4 separate regions of the Sus scrofa genome follow, and all the other regions are linked to region 1. The links are chromatin contacts, called in public HiChIP or PLAC-seq maps. All regions are on one chromosome and are shown on one strand. The core of a region is the stretch at or near the end of the contact, and the rest is flanking DNA. Distances in the headings are between cores, read along the strand shown. Region 1 holds the start of ZEB2 (zinc finger E-box-binding homeobox 2). Region 2 has its middle 1.3 Mb from the start of ZEB2. Region 3 has its middle 1.2 Mb from the start of ZEB2. Region 4 has its middle 1.1 Mb from the start of ZEB2.

Evidence for each region. HiChIP or PLAC-seq counts read pairs in DNA pulled down with a chosen protein or histone mark.
Region 2: a contact with region 1 is called in an H3K27ac HiChIP or PLAC-seq map of alveolar macrophages. The contact joins the enhancer-like site here to the promoter of ZEB2 in region 1. A contact is called at or near these places in 2 of 5 promoter capture datasets (fetal liver and fetal skeletal muscle), 15 of 47 Hi-C or Micro-C datasets (adipocytes, adipose tissue, alveolar macrophages and 10 more) and 2 of 2 datasets of contacts at active chromatin or transcription factors (alveolar macrophages and skeletal muscle).
Region 3: a contact with region 1 is called in an H3K27ac HiChIP or PLAC-seq map of alveolar macrophages. The contact joins the enhancer-like site here to the promoter of ZEB2 in region 1. A contact is called at or near these places in 1 of 5 promoter capture datasets (fetal liver), 4 of 47 Hi-C or Micro-C datasets (embryonic fibroblasts, heart right ventricle, skeletal muscle and 1 more) and 2 of 2 datasets of contacts at active chromatin or transcription factors (alveolar macrophages and skeletal muscle).
Region 4: an H3K27ac HiChIP or PLAC-seq map of alveolar macrophages shows a contact between it and region 1. The contact joins the enhancer-like site here to the promoter of ZEB2 in region 1. A contact is called at or near these places in 6 of 47 Hi-C or Micro-C datasets (embryonic fibroblasts, fibroblasts, mesenteric adipose tissue and 2 more) and 2 of 2 datasets of contacts at active chromatin or transcription factors (alveolar macrophages and skeletal muscle).

The regions. Positions count from the first base shown.
Region 1 is chr15:7,497,607-7,500,179 of Sscrofa11.1, reverse strand. ZEB2 (zinc finger E-box-binding homeobox 2) reads right to left here and starts at 1,301. Exons shown (of 10, transcript XM_021076506.1): 1 at 837-1,301. It overlaps LOC110257199, which reads left to right. Exons shown (of 2, transcript XR_002339482.1): 2 at 857-950.
Region 2 is chr15:6,240,068-6,242,640 of Sscrofa11.1, reverse strand. No RefSeq gene overlaps it. Among named protein-coding and RNA genes, the nearest start is that of ZEB2, 1.3 Mb to the left of the region's middle. Within about 2 kb of position 1,275, at least 22 of the 83 cell types and tissues checked have an H3K27ac peak or open chromatin away from gene starts, as enhancers often do. A contact at or near this core is called in adipose tissue, alveolar macrophages, fetal skeletal muscle and 5 more, where this site is marked.
Region 3 is chr15:6,307,042-6,309,614 of Sscrofa11.1, reverse strand. No RefSeq gene overlaps it. Among named protein-coding and RNA genes, the nearest start is that of ZEB2, 1.2 Mb to the left of the region's middle. Within about 2 kb of position 1,279, at least 18 of the 83 cell types and tissues checked have an H3K27ac peak or open chromatin away from gene starts, as enhancers often do. A contact at or near this core is called in alveolar macrophages, embryonic fibroblasts, fetal liver and 1 more, where this site is marked.
Region 4 is chr15:6,407,106-6,409,678 of Sscrofa11.1, reverse strand. No RefSeq gene overlaps it. Among named protein-coding and RNA genes, the nearest start is that of ZEB2, 1.1 Mb to the left of the region's middle. Within about 2 kb of position 1,283, at least 8 of the 83 cell types and tissues checked have an H3K27ac peak or open chromatin away from gene starts, as enhancers often do. A contact at or near this core is called in alveolar macrophages, embryonic fibroblasts, retroperitoneal adipose tissue and 1 more, where this site is marked.

The DNA of each region.
Region 1 (2,573 bases), core at 52-2,551:
AGTATGGCATGGAATATTTGTATGTATGTGTCTCCTGTGAAATCCATGTCTATATTACTTTGCCATTTGAAATACAATTTCAAAAGTTATCCCTAATTTAAAACTCTAATATCCTGACAGTTTTCTTCCCAACTGTAGTGACCCCCCCCCCCACTACTTTGGTAAACGACTCAAGTTCCATGAGGACTTTCACTTCTTTATTTATCATCACAGAAGTGAGGTGTTACTTCACATACACACACACACAAAGAATGAAATAAAGAAATGAAACTCGCTAAGCAGACAAAAACAAGCAACTTTCTGCTTAGAAAACAGCCTTCTTCGGTAGAAAAGGTTGGACTGCCATATCTAAGAGAAAGACTTGCTCCCGAATTTGGTAGGTTTGTATCCATCAAGTTTTGTAATTATTAACAGGTATTTGCCAAGTTTTAATTGCTGAATACAATGAATTGGAATTAGACATGACAATAGAGCAGAACCTCTCCCCCTGAAGAGTTTTTATTCCAACCACATAGTTCTCAATAAAACTTTTCCTAGGCTGGGTAGCAAAAGGCACCTTTGGTTACCTGAATGGACAGGTACAGGGCAAATTATTTGGAGGAGGAAAAAAGAGAAAAGGAAGGAGAGAGAGAGGGAGTGAGAGAGAAATCCAAGAAGTCACTCTTGGGAAAAGCTTGCCGTAAAGGAGCTAAACCCACCTGAAATTCCTACCCACAGACACTCCTTCGCACTTCAGACTCCCATCCTCACTTAAAAGGAGAAAATCATGAAAGGAGGGTGGGGGATGACCATGCCAAAAAGGAATAAAAAGAGAGAAAAGGGGGAAAAAAACCTACCTGCGAAGTCTTGTTTGTAGTTTTGGCCAGAAATGGTGAGAAGAAAAAGCATGAAGAAGCCGCGAAGTGTGGGGAAGAAAAAGGTGGAAGCGAAGAAACAGCTCCCGGAGCAAACTGTACAAAACCTCGCCAAGAGTGTCGGGAGGCAGGACCGTTATTCCTGCGGAGCAGGTTAGAACTGATCTCTTTCGGCCACTCCAGGAAACACAAACCTGGGGACGGACTGACGTGTTACGCCTCTTCTAATGACATTTTTTTCTTTTTCTTTTCTGTAGGAGAGAGAGAGACCCTGAAACACGCGCCACCTATCTTTGTGGGGAGGGATAATTGAAGCGCCCTGAGCGTGAGCATCATGTGAAAACGTGATCGCCAAGTTTCTCTCTGGGAAAGGATCTGGGATAGATTATACCTTGAAGTCTCCGCAAACGCTTTAGTGGAAGAAATGAAATTCCACCTCCCTCCCTTCCTCTCTCCCTCCCTCTCGCCTCCCTCCCTCCCTTCTCCACGCCCCCCCCCCCCCCGTAAAGCCTTTGGCATCATTATCCTCATCTCCTCATCACTAAATCCTACAGAGTACAGGGCGGAAAACGGTGCACACCATTCACAGAACTGGAGAACTCTTAAGGGGCGAAAGTTAAAGGGAAAGATCCCGGTTCTTCAATCCAGATCGCTTCTTCTTATACAGATATCTCTAATGACCAGATTTGAGATGCACATTAAGTTGTGTGGATTTCTCAGCACAGCTTCTGGAACTAAATTTTTTGCCCTTTCTCTTATTTTTTTGTCTTTTTAGATGCCAGAGCCAGAAAAAAAAAATGTTGCATGTGAACTGCATTTTAGGGTGTGTGTTGGGGGTGTGTGTGTGTGATGAATTTCTGGATTGGATCCCAATACTAAAAAGTGGTTTGGCATTTTTAAAAAGGGTCTCTAAGTGAATTAACATAGCGGGCTGAGTTGCCTCGATCTCTGAGTCTCTCTACATCTCACGGAGACCTCACTACAAAGTGAGGGAGTGTGTGTGTGTGTGTGTGTGTGTGTGTGTGTGTGTAGGGAGGCAGGAGGAATAGGAGAAAGGCCATAGAGGAACTTAGCAGGGAAGGATGAGCATGATATTAAACGGCATGGGGTCTAAGTTTTGGAGTATACATTTTTTGATATTGCAATTAAAGTAAAATTAAAAAGAAAAGACTCCACCTTTGCTCTGAAGGGATTGGTTATGTAAATATGGAAGGGATTTCCTGGAGAATACAGCTTTCTACTGTATGGTTAATTAAATAATCACTCAAAAGCTTCCAACGTGACGCTTCTGTCGTAATCCAATCAGGTTACATAGGTCCTAAACAAGAAAGATATTTTCCACATCTGGAAGTCAGCAATTTAGCAAGTACTGCACATTATTAACCAATTCAGAGCCCACTTCCCAGGGGAATTTTTTTTGAAGTTTAAGTGTTCTTAACCAATGCTCTGCTGTTTTGTTAATCAAAAAGCTGGTTTACACTGCACATAATTGGAACTAATATAGAAGTAAATAAAGACAGCCAAATTTGAGGATGCTGAGCACAGGCATTTATAGGAAAAGGAAGAAATCTCTTAGCCTCCAGTGGTTCAGGCTCAGTTTCTTAAAGAACTGTGAGGTTTTTTTGTTGTTGTTGTTGTTGTTGTTGTTTTAAGAGTGAAAGTGCTTGAGAACCTCAGAGCACAAATAAACTTTCAGTCCCACTGCCTTTGGGCTTTCTT
Region 2 (2,573 bases), core at 26-2,525, 1.3 Mb after region 1:
CTCTAATTATATATTTCTTATTTTAGAAACAATTTTCACCAGAAGTCAGAAGACTTAACAGTCTTAGCTATGTGACTTTAAACAAATCATGTTTTCTCAGCCCGCCTCAGTTTCCTTCTTGGTTAAAAGAAGGCAAGTACATGGGGGTCCATGGAGTGTCTGAGACATGTGGCTGTGCATTAAGGTTTTCAAGGGGCATCTGTGAGGTCAGGAAAGGATTTTTCTGGGGAATCAGAGCCAGACACAGTGTTCTTCCTGTTGATCACACACCCTCTGATAATGAACTCGGGGGGAGAGAGGTAAGGCTGCATGTTTCCCCAAAACCTGCTGTGCATACTTGAGATGCACACTTTCTAAAAAGTTAACTTTGTCAAAAAAAAAATTCTTTTAAGCTCTTCAAAATTGATTTATTCCTGTTATTGTCAAAGATTGGCTTTCTATGGTCATTTGGTAAATAAATAGCTTCAAGGGGGAAACAAACAGCGATGTTTTGCTTTTCTACTGCCAAGTTTACAAGTTAAATTTCAGCCACGACGTGTACTAAGAGCTTAGTGCTTCAAATGGCTAGAGGGAACCTGGGACTCTTGAAAGGGGCAGGGCAGTATGTTTTCTGCCATCACTCACTGAGTCACAGAAGCAGAAGATGAATGCCTTTTCAGGAGTTCTGTAGTTGTGATTTCACTCAAGTTCCAGTGGTTCTCAACCACTTCTCTAAATCTGAATGAAGAAGCAGCCACAGGGGCTGTGTGAATTAGGATAAAATGCATTCTGATTAAGGGCCGAAAGTGGCACTGGCTGTGGATTCATAAACTTTACAGTATGCTCAACATGTTCAGTACATGGAGAGCAGCATATCCTAAGAGACAGGACAGAACCCCCAAAACACACACCCTCTCCCATGCCCCGGTAGCAGCCTAACATATTTGTGTTTAATTACAGCCTATTTCTTTTAGCATCTCTGCCTCCCGTCAGCCACCTCTGTGCCTTTGGAAAGGCAGGCCTTCCACAGAGCATGTTCTTTTTACAAGTGTTGTGACAAGATTGTGTTTTGGTTCCAAAGGGTTAATCCCAATGTGAATTCTTTGCATGTGTAATTTAATACTTCATAACTGCTGAAAATTGGAGTCCACATAATTTATTTTCTTTGGTCGGGCACATTTGCCTCATGCTTGGCCGGGGCTGACTTCAGAAAGACACACCTAAAGCTCTCAAGTGTCCCAAGTGGCCCATGTCAGTTGTACAGAGGGATTGTGGTACTTGGCCAGAGCCCAAGGATTAGGTGTTCCTGAGAAGGTTTTTTTGGCTCTACAAAGCCCAAGGATGTCATGGGAATAGGCTGCACTCCCTTTTCCCCCTTGAAGGCCACATATCAACGGGGTATCTAACCACTCAGAGACAGGCTTTACACAAAGGTATACATTAAAACAAATAGAACATGCAACCAGAAAGAACCAAAAGAGAGGGAGGAATTGCTAAGTGGAGACAGGAAACAATTGCTTCATTGTTGGGGCCGTGATCTTAGAATTGCAGAGTGCAGCTCCATCTACAGGACTATTTGCAAAGCTGGAGCTTTTTGCTTAAAAAGCAAGGCAGAACTTTACATGCCAGCTTGCCCTGCACAGGCTTCACCTAATTCAAAAAAACCTACTTTTTACTGAAAAATAATTGTCCCTCTTTGATTAGAGGGATTGAAGAGCGACACAGAGATAATAAGTGAGAGGGGAAAGCTGTTCAAGGGGGCTTTCATTTAGCTCTTTTTCTTACATTGGCAGTAAATATTCTTCTCCTCCTTGCAATACTCATTTAATCTCTTTCTTTCCTTTTCAACAACTTCCTCTCATTTGGTTTCCTCTCATTATTCTTCGGTTTGGGAGGGGGCATGTGTATTTTCCCATTCAAGCAAAATAGAAGGCTGTGTTTGTTTGAACACCGTTCTTGTACTTCCTGGCAAGCTTTTGACTTTCAAGAAGGTTCAGGTTTTTAGGTTTAAAGGAGCTGAAAAACTTTAAAGTAATAATTAAAGCCAACTCTGTAAGTGCACATTTTCCTCTTTCTTCCCCCCTTTTATTTTAAAACCCTTGCCTGCCAATGCAGTGGCTGCTGTCTAATGCTATTTCAACAGGAGACCTGGGTTTCAGGACAAGATCCAGGCCATAGGGGAGACTTGATGGCTCGGGGAATTAGTAATGGGATTTGGAGCCCTTCATTTCTAGGTCACTGGTTTGAATAGAGCCCAGGTCAGTAATGACTGAAAGTTGTTACCACCCGATGTCTGCTCTTCCCACACTGATCTGAGGTTGCCCCGCCACCCAGTCCCCGAGTGCCTGTGGCACATCTGCGCTAATGGCCTTCATTGACAAGTTGGCTGTTACAACTTTAGGCCTAAATGTGATGCAGACCACCTCTGCCATGTGCAGAAAGAGTGTCCACGCTCTGCCCAAACTGCTTCTTCAGAGGATAATGGAGAGAGAGAGACAGAGACAGAGACAGAGACGTAGACAGAGAGAAAGAGAGAGAGAGAGAGAGGAGCACTTTAAAGCTCACTTGTCTTCCTGATGATTCTGGGACCTGGT
Region 3 (2,573 bases), core at 30-2,529, 1.2 Mb after region 1:
AGGACCAAATCTCTTACTTGCCAATGAAAGCATCAATTAAAGACATTAAATAAAACTTTACATACCCGTTGGACCAAGGTCTTGTAGAAAAATCTAACAGTCAGTAGGTGTAGATTACCATTGCTTTTCTGTCATTTGTGCAATAGAACAGTTTCTTTTCTCCTCCCTCCCTCCCTTCGTTCGTTCTTTCGTTCCTTCCTATGGACTATGTAGTATCAAAATTTTATAATATCAACTGCTGGATGTGGAAGGAGTTGGGTAAACTGAATTAGAATAATTTCCCTTCTATGTGACTTCACACTTTTGGGTAGATATATCGGAATTATTAAGATAGAGATGTTCAACTTAATTTTTTAATTTAATTTAATTTTTAAAATATATATCCAAAAGTAAAATCACCAAAGTTGAAAATTGTCTTTAAGATCCAGTCTGTATTTTTGGTTCACAATTTGGATGGTGCCACATAATTGTCATTAAAATCCGAACCTTATGCAAACCCTTAAGGCATGCCCAACCAATAGTGTTTTATCCCTTCAAGCTATCTGATTCCTTGATGTCTCTACATTTGCATTTATTCTAAATATCTATGGATGTTCAATGCATCAAGACAGAAAACCTTGGAATGTAAGAGGAAGAATACATTATGTAACTGATTAATAATAATTGTTGTTTGCTTAGTCAGTATCCCCAAGTTTTCAAGGAAATGTTGCTATTATTCTTACATAGTGAAAATACACATAGTGAAAATCTTTTGCTATGACAGCACCCATATGAATTTTATTTTATAAAGTAGAGAGCTAAACAATGTATGGAAAAGGCAATAATTCATTTACTGGAAGATGGAGGGTATTTTCTTTAGGAAATTAGTTTGTTCTCAGTTAGTTATCAAAGAGCGAAGAAAGTTGACAATCTATTTGTAGCCACCATTTAAAATTCATATCATTTCCTTCTCAACAGTCACTCGTTACAAAAAACACCACTCACTATATAAGGTTCTCAAGTAAAAGTTCTTCCGTTTGGATGGCCTTAAGAGAGCCTTGCCATGACAGATGGTTTGGGTAATTACAAAATTAAACTTTATGCTATTGAGACATAATTTCAGTGAATAATATTTTCCAGACAGAGTTTAATAAGTAGCTTGTGGTTGAGTAGCCTTTTGCCCAAAAAAGGGAACCAGGTCTCTGTGACTACCTTCTACATTCAGCGAGCATGAGAGCAGAGGATGTTAACTTGACCACCCTAGGAACTGAGTTCCAGTAACCTTATCAGAGCCTAGCAGAGTGACCCCGCCCTAAGTGTTGTGAAAGAAGGACTGTTGAAATAGCACCTGGCATTTCACCCTGAACTCTTATAACACTTGCTGATTCACTGACCACAGTGAAGGGAAAGTACACTGGATGTTCAGCTGGCCTTCCTGGGTGAGTCCTGCTGGTAAACATGGACTCATCTGAGAAATCACAGGTTTTAACATTCACATAGCAGAAACCTTGATTTATTTTTGAAATGTGGCAGGGCAAATCATTTTTGAAAAGGTTGAAATTTACAAAGTCAAAATCTAGAAACCTAAATGTTTTTCAAAGGCAATGTCTTTTACAATTGTGGATCCTGTTATTGTTGCTATTTATGTATTTTCTTAATGAAAAGTAGTTGGAATGATTAGTACCTGGTGTGACCAGAAGTCTACTGTTTGGTGAACATATTTTCTCCAGATGATTTTGGAGGACTAAGTTTTACTATACTTGACTAACTTGAATGAGTTAATGGGAAGAAATTTCATACTGAGGCCACTGGTTTTAACATTCTTAGTTTTAGAAATAGTATCTGATCTGAGTAGAATCAAGCAAGATTTACCTGAATATGTAAGAATTTAAAACATTGCTAATATATGCAATGACCTACAAGATATAATTTTAAATTTTTTCATGTATATTTTGGAAAATAACAGTACCGTTAAATACTAGACATACAGAGGAGCCAGCCTGCACGTGTTGCTTGTTCTTCATGAAACAGACAAAAAGAAATTAAACTGATTTTCTCTCCAATAAATTACTGACTGCTTTACTAAATCAAAAGCATAGAAAAATTCAGAAGTAACTAGATAAATTAACTGCCACCAGAAAATATTCAAATGATTATCCTATCATGAAAATTATCCTGTTTAATTCTCTTAATCATACTTCAGTAGTTTTATTGGAAATGTTAGTTACATGATGGTGTAATCATGTTTTTTTAATCTATATATTACCACAGAAATTTTTCAGCATTTAGTAATTTTGAATGGAAAATCTTTAAATCAATAAATGACTGACTCAGACTTCTTAGAATATGACTATCAAAATTTAAATCAATTCAATAATTGTTACATCTATAAAATATTGTTTAATTAATAAGATCAATGTATTGTTTATATGCTCCTTGAACTTTAAAAAAATACTCTGTTTTTAATGGTGATAACAAACTGGTCTAATGGCCTAGGGGAAGAGTTGTGATAAATGCCTTATAAAATGTATCAGAAAATCATCATAAAAGGACAGAAACCACAATCTCTGTGATTAGAATAGCTAGTGGAAGAT
Region 4 (2,573 bases), core at 34-2,533, 1.1 Mb after region 1:
AATTAAGAACTCTAGATTAGGCACTGGGAATCTGCATTTTCCCAAGCACCCCAGGTGTCTGATTCTGGTAGTCTGAAGGACATACTTTTGAAAAACATTGACAAAGCTGGATTCTGTAAGAGTTTTCCATTGCCACTGAATAGAAGTAGACTGGCTTTCAGTCTGAGGCATGAGATATGGGTTAGAAAGTAAAGAGCAGAAAACTTTCCTAAAAGTGCAAATATGTAAAAACTCAATTGGATTACAAGGGGATCCAAACCAGGCTAGGAATCTGAAGCTACACTAACTAGGGGCGTCTTCCTGAAGTAAGAGGAATTCTCACTGTATCTCTTTATTCTTTTAGTTATCTAAGAGTTCTTTGTAATTTAGCTATTTTCAGTAATCTATTTCTTAATGGGTTAAGATTCCTCTATAAAAGAAAAATTAGTCATCTTATTTGCAGCATAACCTACAATTTGGCCCAAAGCCTACTCAGTGGACCATACATTGCTGTCTTCTCTATTGACTCCCTTCTTTATATTTTGTATCTCATTTCTCTAAATTTGGTTGAAGAGGGACTTTCTGTGTACTTTCTGCCTGAGGCCTTTCATATGCAGAGTGAAAATTGCAAATTAAAGAAATATGAATCTAAAAAAAGAAGTATAGGCCTTAAAATACGTATCTTTTCTCACTTCTCTATGTTTCTATTTATCTTCCTACATATATTAGTAATTAATATGACTCAAACTTTTTAAGACAGCTTTTGGTAGAAAGCCTGCTATTAAATAAGTCTGCGTATGTTGTAATACATCTGATTGTAAAAAGAAATATCATTCTTAAGTTTTCCCTCTCTTTCTGAAGATTGTTGGATAATTTCAGGTGGCATTCTGATTTTTCTATTTTCATCATTGAGTGAGCTCCTTTAATAACCATCATAGTAAAAACACACACTAACTCATTTTCTCTTTATCCAAATCACACAAGCAATTGCACAGGACAACTGAATAAATAGTTTTGGGTCTAGATAATCTCTGGCCAGGATGTGAGGGGTATTTGGTTCAGCAAAATCTAAAGTAAATAGAAGGACATCCCTAAACTGTTCAGTCTTGGGGCCGGTGAGTCTGGAGTAAAGTGAAGAGGGTTTTCCTTGTCCTTCTTCATCAGGAGGAGCTTTCAACATATCACAAGCCCTACTCAGAAGAGTAACGTGTTATTTTCCTTTCTTCCCTTGTACTCTCCAGCGAGCCCCTTTGTCAGCAAGTCTGAGGAGCAGGCAAATCAGGCCAGAAAGGTGGGGGCATACTAGCGAGCTGCATGAGTCTGCCTCACTTGCACTGACTCATTTCAGAGGAAGCAGTTTGTTTCTATGGCAGAGGGCAGCTATTTATTTATTTATTTGTTTGTTTCGTGCATGTGCTCTTCCAGACTTATAACGTACACCATCAGCTTCCTGAGTGGGTTCCAGAAATGAAAAAAAAAAAAAAATCATAAATTGAATGCACATGGAGAAACCAAGTCTCCATCCAAGACCGCACAGGCTCCCCACCTCAGCACTCCAAGTCCACACCCTCATGGTTTACATAGCACCTTTCTTCCAAGGATCCCAGAGAGCTGCTCCAGCACAAAGGAATTAGACCATGGGAAGGATGTTTGTGTTTTCTTCTAGACTAGTAAAAGGAACTACTAGGCCCCCTAGAGTTTAAAGCCATGCTGGCAGTCTTTGTACGTAGCAAGGAATCAAATTAAACCTTAGTCTCTTAAGTGTTCTTTTTTATATTTTAGAAAGGCCACATCATTCTGATCATTTTTGTGCTTAGGGGAGAAGTATGAAGTGAGAAGATTTTTGCCTTTAGAAATATATTCCCTAGTACCTCCATTTCTTCCCATTTATCACATTCTTTCCCCAAATATTAAGTACTCACATGCTGTCTTTCTCCCAGAACAGTTTAATCAAATCACACATTGCTCATCCCATGTATAGTCATGTTTTTTTTAAAGTCTATACCCTAAAAAATGATTGCATAACCAAAGTAAATTATTTCAAATGAAGGAATTTGATGTATTTTTAGGATTAAATTATTGATTTCTGTGGGTCTTTCCAACTATCTGTATGTATATAACCCACCACTTTCCCTGTCTAAGTCTGATTTTACTAAAAACAAGGCTGAGACCACCTAGTAAAACTCATTAGCCTATCAGGAAGCCTGGTACAGCTTCTGCTGCCCTCTGCACACACTGTCTCAACCTCACCTATTTATTTGAGTTACTTCCATTAGACCTGAACACCTAGTTCAAACCTAGAACACTAAGAGAAAATATATTTAAAAAAATTCTTAGATCTGAGACTAGTTCAGCTTAGTATCTAGTCAAGGCTAAGTTACTAGAAGTCCATCATATCTCTTCTTCAGTTTCTTTGTAGTGACTTGAGGCAGCTGCCTACTCCTTTCTGCTTTACGTCAGTACCTTTAATCCACTGGGCTCTGGCCACCATGACCCTTATCTGTGCCCATTCCTATTCCTGGTCTTATTGCTTTGAGTCTTATCACCGTAAGAACTGTAGGGTCTGGTCTCTGCCTTCCCTGTCTAATATCCTT